Linked DNA regions of Sus scrofa: region 2 is linked to region 1. A link is a contact called in public HiChIP or PLAC-seq data. All regions are on one chromosome and are shown on one strand. The core of a region is the stretch at or near the end of the contact, and the rest is flanking DNA. Distances in the headings are between cores, read along the strand shown.

Evidence for each region. HiChIP or PLAC-seq counts read pairs in DNA pulled down with a chosen protein or histone mark.
Region 2: a contact with region 1 is called in an H3K27ac HiChIP or PLAC-seq map of skeletal muscle. The contact joins the promoter of XXYLT1 here to the promoter of FAM43A in region 1. A contact is called at or near these places in 5 of 5 promoter capture datasets (fetal liver, fetal skeletal muscle, liver and 1 more), 30 of 47 Hi-C or Micro-C datasets (adipocytes, adipose tissue, alveolar macrophages and 17 more) and 2 of 2 datasets of contacts at active chromatin or transcription factors (alveolar macrophages and skeletal muscle).

The regions. Positions count from the first base shown.
Region 1 is chr13:131,660,830-131,664,783 of Sscrofa11.1, reverse strand. FAM43A (protein FAM43A) reads right to left here and starts at 2,310. Exons shown (of 1, transcript XM_003132600.4): 1 at 1-2,310. The coding sequence starts at 1,299. The coding sequence ends at 25.
Region 2 is chr13:132,268,494-132,272,594 of Sscrofa11.1, reverse strand. It overlaps XXYLT1 (xyloside xylosyltransferase 1), which reads left to right and starts at 2,609. Exons shown (of 4, transcript XM_021070076.1): 1 at 2,609-3,222. The coding sequence starts at 2,719.

The sequences.
Region 1 (3,954 bases), core at 1,061-3,560:
CGCGCACAGTGCATGGTTAGGAGTTCAGCCCGAGAGGGGCTCATCTGGGCTGCCGCAGTCGGTGGACTGGTCCTCGGTGGTGGCAGTAGTGGCGTCCGGGCCCCCGCCTTCGATGGAGCTCTCGCTGCCGGTGCTCTCGCCCGACAGCAGGCGCGTCACCCGCAGGTCCGCCTGCAGGCTGCGCACGTCGTTGCCGAAGCTGAGTTCGCCCAGGTCGTTAATAAGCTGCGAGAGCTCGGCCTTCATGTCGGAGGCACTGCCCAGTAGCAGAGGCGGCGGCCCAGCCTCAGGGCCTGGCGAGACCCCGCCCTCCCCCAGCGCCTCCTCGCGGCTGCTTTCCAGCGTTTCCAGCAAGTCCCCGCATTCGAAGTGCATGGCCACCACGAGCTCCTGCGGCGCCTCTGCCTCTTGCTCTGCCGGGCCTCCCTCCCCGGCTCGATCCTCTTCCTCCTCATTCAGGCAGCCGTCCGTGTGCTCCTCCTCCTCTTCCTCCTGCAGCTCCTGCTCCTGCTCCTGCTGTTCGCCAAGCAGGTCCTCGGTGATGGAGCCGAGCTTGGGCGCGCTGCGGCTGCGCTCCACTGGCGGTTTGTAGCAGCAGGGTCCGTGCAGGAGCAGCTTGCGCAGCGGCACCAGGGGGATGGTGTGCGCGCCCACCAGCTCCTGCTGCTGGTGACGCGCGTCGTCCCGCCGCTTGAGCCGTTTAAATTCCGCCAGAGCGTTGGCGGACGTCTGGTAGAGCAGCAGGGCCATGGCCTGCGCCTTCTCGGGCTTGGACACCAGCACCGCGTGGCAGCGTAGCATTACTGCCTTGTGCTTGAGCTCGTGCCGGTACACCCAGGCGAAGACCTTGGGCAGTCGCGCGTCCGCCACGCAGTAGGTAACACGATGCAGCAGGTAGAGGTGGCCTGGGCGGCGCAGCGCGCGCTCCTCGGCGTGCACCATGCGGATACCCTGCGCACTCACAGTCAGCTTCATCTTGGTGCCCTGACGGCCCGCCTCGCTCTTGCTCCAGATCTTGCCCACCGCTAGGTCAGTGCAGCCGTCGCCGCGCGCCTGGATGGTGGTGGCATTGCCCAGGTAGAGCACGGTGTAAGTAGGGTCCTCGCTGGTGATATGCAGCTTCTTGCGCTTGGAGCGGAACATGCTTCCCACCCTGCTGAGCGCGCCTTCGGGGCAAGCCCGAGCCAGCGAGCTGAGCGCCGAGTAGTGCAGGCTCACCGCGTAGCCCTTGGGCTTGGACGCCTGCCGTGGCGGCGCCTCGGCCAGCAGCTCGAACTTATGCTTCTTCCACGGCAGCATCTCCGGAGGGCGCCCCCGCGCAGCTGGCGGCGGTGGCGGCGGAGCGCCGGGTGGAAGCCCGGCTGAGCCACCCGCCCCGGCCGGGCTGGGCCCGGGCAAGACCGAAAAATAAAACTCTGCTGGGAGTGGCCGGGTCGGAGGGAGTGGGGGCGGGGGCGTGTATAGCGCTCCGGAACCCCGCCGAAAGAGGTAGGGAAAGAATTTTTAAAAAGAAGAAAAGGTTTAACTGCGGGAGTTGGGGGGAGGGGGGACGAACACAGATTTACCCCAGCCTGGGCAGGACGAGGGCAAAGAGTCTTAGGCAAGCCAAATGAGAGAAAGACAGCACGAGAGTGGAGCGGAAAATGTCTTTAGGAAAAAAAAGAGAGAGAGAGAGATACGCGCGTGCAAATAAATGAGAGAGCCCCAGCAAGAGCAGCCGGGATGGTGCGAGAATACGCAGGAACTCCTCGGCGAAGGTGAAAAGGGCCCCCCTCTCACATTCACACACTCAACCCCCAGGGCTAGGGCCAGAAACCGCGGAAACAACCGCGAGTGTGCCCAGGAGCCAGTGCTCCCCACCCCAAGGGGTGCTGGAGGCAAAAAGCCCCTCGGCCGAGCGGGTCCCAGAATCAGCTGCTTGCCCCAAGTGCACTCAGATGGTGGGTCCGGCTGGCCCCAGCGGGCCCCGCGCAGCAGTCCTTCGGTGGGTCACTGCATCTTCGCTCCGGCAGGACGCCGGGGACTCCGGCTCCGCCGGCTCACTGTCCGGGCTGGCTCGGCCGGGGCAGCGCGGGGCTCCGAGGGCAGGGCACGCGCATAGCCCGCTCCGGGGACGGTCGCTACCTCATTTCTTCCCTCCGGAGAGTGTCCAACTCCGCTCCCGGGATCTCTTCGCTCGGCTGCCCGCCTTTGCAGCGCGCCCCCTCCGGTGCCACGAGCAGTAGCCGCCTCGCCAGCCTCACATCCTTGCCGTCCGAGAGGAAGATCTCGGGTAAATATAGGCCGGCACAAACCATTCGCCGCGCGGGGACAGGGGAGGAGCAGCGAAGAGGCTCCGTTTCGGACTCCGACGCCCCACGGGTTCCTGGTCTCTTAAAGGGACCTGGTTGCAGCCCTTGGACGAGGGAAAGGGGAGACCGGTCCAATCTGGCCATTACAACCCAAATTTACCTGCGTCTCTTTTATCTGCGAAAATCGCCAAGACCTGGGGTTACCCCGCAGGAAAAGCAACCTGAATTCTGACACTCCACCCCTAGGCTGAATCGCAACTCACTGAGTAAATGTGTGTCTCCATCGAAACTTCTGGGGAAGGTGGTGCAAGATGGGATTTAGGCTATAATTCGATATGCCCAAAGGTAGGGGAAATAGTGATTCCGCGTGTGACTGCTGAGAATGACTGGGTGACGTTTAATTTTTTTTTTTCAGAATTGTATTTTATTAAAATAAAGAGGGGCAAGGAAACCACTGAGACTTATCTCTCACTATGGAGGAACCCTTTCTCCACAGGTACAGAGCAGACAGTGAACAGTGAGATGAGTGGTAGTTGACGATTAGAAGTAATACTATAGTATAGATCTGACAAATAAGGTCTTACCACTCCTAACCCCCAGCAATGCTCCTTCCATCAGCCTCAGAGTAGAGCGGGTTATAGAGATGTATACCATTTCTAAGTAATGCTTGGGTCTGGTTGGAATTCATTTTACTTTGTCAGGCCAGTCATTCGGTTTTATTACATCCTTGTCACATTATGGATAAGAATTCCTAGTAAAAATTCAAAGGACTTTTTAAATTTGTGTCAAATAATGCCCGGCCGCCCTACACCAAGAATGATTAGCATTAATCATTCTTTTCTCTAGTGCCATCTGGACAATGTCGCTTTAATCATCTGACCGGCCTGACCCTTGGCTAGTAACTCATTTCTGGGCCCTTAAAACAACCGGATTGCCTCTATGTTCTGCTCAATCAAAGCAAGACCACTTCTAGCTGGAATGGGTCATAAGTGTCTGGATGACTCTGCCTCAAATTCCCAAGCTCATCCCAGAGGAGGGCAGTGGACCCTCCTGCTCCCCAGACCCCATACCCTGGAGATCTGGATGTCTTGGCTTCCAAGTCAGGTCCTGGTTTCAGAACCAGCATAGCTCTTCAATGTAGATGAAATTCTCTGGCCATCTACCCTTTTAACCTTTCTTTGAACTCTAACCCAATTTTCTCAGCGTCATTGGTGCTGAGTTTCAATATAACTAACTTTCCTGAGTACCTTTTGGTGCTAGTCCCAGAGCTGAGAGCAGACTCAATTCCTGTCTCCAACAACCTCCCAGTCCAATGAAGGATGTAAACTTCACCCAGCTCTGGGCTCCTGCTGGAATGCAGGTTCTATGAGAGCCCCTTGTTGCCCCCAGTGCCTGGCATCACTTAATTTTTGAATGAATGAATGAAACATGCATGTGCACAGGAATTCAGAGTGAACAAAATGCCCTGAGAAGGACCCAAAGTATTCTGAGAAACGGGGAGAAAAAAGTTCTTTGTGACTAGGAAAATCAGAGAAAGTTCCACGGAGATGGTGATGTTTAAAGGATGAACAGGATTGTGTCAAGCAGGGAAGAATTGAAGGGCTTTCCAGATATAGAGAGTAGCAAAATTAGAGACCATAAAAATGCATGCCCATGTGCAGGT
Region 2 (4,101 bases), core at 1,360-3,859, 610 kb before region 1:
TTTATTGTTTCCTTAGGATGAATTCCTAGAAGTGAAAATGCTGGTTCATAATGTATGGGTATATCTTTCAGGCTCATTCAGTGAATCAGGCACTGTTTTAGGTACTGGGAATATTATGGGTGAAAAAGTAGACATACTATCTGTTCTCTTGGAGTCTTTTCTTCTTGCAGTGGAGAAAGATGGGACCGGGTAGTTCATAGATGGCCCTATGGGATCCTTGAGGATGGTGCCTCAACTGGACACTGGATGGGCTGTGTTTAGAGACCACTTCTCTGGGCAGTGACCTCTAAGACAAGGTCCGAAGCAGGACAGGTTGGCGGGGTGAATATCCAGGACAGTGCTTTTCAAACTTTGGCTTGTAAAAGAATCACCATCAAGGTCCAGGCTCATGGATAATAATAGGGCCCTTGTGTTTTAACTAAGCTTCCCATTGCTTCTAATGTCACAGCAATGCAGGATCCCAGCTGTATCTGCGAACTACACCACTGGACAAGGCCAGGGATCGAACCCGAGTCCTCATGTAGACTAGTTGGGTTCACTAACCACTGAGCCATGATGGGAACTCCTCTGTAAAATTTATTTTGTTGTTCACTTTTATTCATAAATTCCAGGAGTAGTGATCTTACAAAGGTTTGAAAAATAAAATATTTGTTGAATGGATTATAAAATAAGTGGCAGGGAAAAAAACCCACCTTATTGATGGTGTGTGTGTGGGGGGTGACTAAAAGGCACAAGTCCAGAATTATCTCTCCCTTATAAATGAACAATAGTTAGAATGTAATAATACAGCAGTAGCACTCTGCTTTGGGGATTCTGTGGTACATGTAATAAAGTCTTAGTAGAGATTTGGGATTTAGTATTGTAAATACTCTAGAGAAGCTATGATTGCTAAATTATATTTTGCACTTGTTGGATCTCTAGACTTCGTTTTAGAATTTGGTGTTTAGGGAGTTCCCATCATGGCACAGTGGAAACAAATCCAACTAGGAACCAGGGGGTTGTGGGTTCAATCCTTGGCCTTACTGGTAGGTTAAGGATCCGGGGTTTCTGTGAACTGTGGTGTAAATCGCAGATTCTGCTTGGATCTGGTGTTGCTGTGGCTGTGGAGCTACATAGCTGGGAGCTACATAGGCTGGCAGCTACAGCTCCGATTGGACCCCTAGCGTGGAAATGGTAAGACTTGGGTAAGGATCCTGGCTCCATTATTTGTTAGTCAACTACATTTGGGGAGTTAGTTTCTCTAAATCTCATGTTCCTCAATTGTCAAGTGCAAATAACACTGCTTCTTAATGTTGTGAGGATTAAATGAACTAAAGTAAAACCCTGTTATTCAAGCAAGTTCACTCTGCTATTGCGGTCCCCACTCTGCCCCGCAAGGTGAGTAGTATGTTGAGTTTGTTGCCAAGACTGCTTCGGAAGTCCAGTATTATTCAGATAAATGTTGCTCCAGTTGAAAAGAACAAGAGTTAAAAATGAGATGAATTGTGTTCTGGGAACCCAGTTGAGAAATAATGGGATGTTACAATAAATGGGCGGAGGGAATTTGTGTGTGCCTGTGTTTTCACCTGCACCTCTTTCAAGCATGCAGACCCTTGTGCATGTTTACTTATGTAGTTGGCAGTGTCCAACTATACTGTCAAAACTGCCACTGTGTGACCTTGGACGAGTGACCTCAGCTGTGCCTCAGTTAGGAATTTCCTGGAGTTCCTGTTGTGGTTCAGTGGGTTAAGGACTTGATGTTGTTTCTGTGAGGATGCAGGTTTGATCTCTGGTCTTGCTCAGTGGGTTAAGGATCCCACCTTCCTGCAAGCTGTGGTCACTGCTGTGCTGCTGTTTCCATCTCTGGCCCCAGAGCTTCCACATGCTACAGGTGTAGCCAAAAGGAAAAAGAATTTGCAAAATTACCTGTTACATATTAAGTCTTTTTTAAAATGTTTAAGTTTTTGTTTTGTGTTTTGTGTGTGTGTGTGTGTGTGTGTGTGTGTGTGTGTGTGTGTGTGTGTGTTTAAGGAGTATCACGATCTTTGGTATTACTCCCCTTCAGAGCTCTGGGCTCCTCTAAATTTTGGGCATTTGGGCCCCCCTGGTGGCCACACCTTTAAATTGCTTCCAGTGGGCCTCAGAGTTGCAAGTGAGGTGGGCAGGCGATTTACACCTTGGTTGTCATTCCACCTTCACTGAGAATGGGGAAGGAGTGGCCAGTGTAAATTCTTTAGCCCCAGCTAAACTCCAAGGTGTGAAAGGAGTCAGAGAGAGGACTTGAGGCCTTCAAGAAATTAGAGGAATAACGGTATAAGAGAAAAATGTTTTTTGCCCAATTTAGTCTTTTGAGTAGCCGAGGGCTTAGCTTTGGTTTCTAGCGTCTGGGGCTGGGCACTTAAGAGGGCCATTTTTCACAGACGGTATAGCCAGCTGGCCTCTCTGTCTTGGTCCTCACCAGATCCTCTGACCACCTGGGGGATGGGGGTCGGGGGTCGGGAGTGAATCCCGTGAACTCGCGGCACATCTCGGCTGTAATCCTTCCGAGCCTAGGACCCAGCGGCTGCAGGACAGCCCTGGCCCCGCCTCTCGAGCATCAGCGCTCGTGGATTGGCCCTCGGCAGCAAGGCTCCGCCCCCGCCATGGCTGCCGCCCGCCGACTGAGCTACTAAGTGGCTGCCGGGGTATTGGTCTCCGCTGCAGTTTCCCGGCTGCTCTGTGTCGGCGGGCTGGTGGCGCATGGGTCTCCTCCGAGGCGTGCCCCCATGCGCTCGGGCCATGGCACGCCTGGGCGCTGTGCGCTCCCACTATTGTGCGCTGCTCCTGGCCGCGGCGCTTGCGGTCTGTGCCTTTTACTACCTCGGCTCCGGCCGGGAGACCTTCTCCAGCGCCACCAAGAGGCTGAAGGAGGCCCGCGCCGGGGCCCCAGCCGTGCCCTCGCCGCCGGTGCTGGAGGTGGCGCGGGGCTCCGTGGCGCCAGCCCTGGGTGCTAAGGCCAAGAGCCTGGAGAGCGGCGGGGCTGGGCCGGTGGACTACCACCTGCTGATGATGTTCACCAAGGCGGAACACAATGCCGCGCTGCAGGCCAAGGCTCGCATCGCGCTCCGCTCCCTGCTGCGCCTTGCTAAGTTCGAGGCGAATGAGGTGCTTAACCTGCACTTCGTGAGCGAGGAGGCCAGCCGCGAGGTGGCCAAGGCCCTGCTGCGAGAGCTGCTGCCGCCCGCCGCCGGCTTCAAGTGCAAGGTGAGCAGGGGCCTCAGCTGGAGGCTCCGGGCGGGTGGCTCTGTCAGTGCGCGCGCCCCACCAGGCTCAGGGGGTCGGGAGGGAGGCGACTTCGCTGCGCTGCCTACTGTCAACGCCAACTCGCACCCTCTCCCCGAAGTGGACTGGAGGCATCGTCGGGGGCGTGTCCGGGTGGGTGCCTCGGCGTTAGCTGACTACCCTGACCTGGTATCCCCCTTTAACTGTGGCCCCCTTGAGAATCGGCACGCCCCTTCCTTACTAGCGTTGCAGGGTTCACTGGTGAGTGCCTTCCAGTCTGCCCCTCTTTTTAATCTCCTCCAGTCTTTGGCTTTTGAGGATGGAACAGGTCATTTGAAGCACCAGTATTCTTCTGCTGCAGAATCTGATAGACAGGGTCGTAGGCCTCTTGAATTCTTGAAGTTACAGTGGCATTTCTCATAGCTCCAAGGTATCTCAGTCGGAACTGGTCAAGCTCCAGTGTGAACCACCTCATCTCCTTTATGTGTCCCTTCTCCCCCACCCTCTAGGGTCATGAGCTCATTTAGAGAAGCAGAGGGTTCTTCCCAGGGAGGAAGAGAACGCTCCAGGAGGTACAGATAAGATCTGGGGAGAGCAGGGCAGAGCTAGTCATTGGACCAACCTGCCTCCTCATCCTCTGGCTTCACCACCTGGCTCTGCTCGGGGATTCCTAGCTTAGTGTCAATGGCCTCAGTTAAATTGCTTGCCTCCTTTTAACCTCATGGTTGCACAGAGGGGACTGATTTTGGAATAGGAATAGTAGGTGATCTTAAAAGATGGAGCCTGATGGTGGGGGGAGGGGTGGTGAGGGGAGCTGATGCCAGCATCCTGCAGGCCTCCAGGTCTCTTGTTTGTTGACTA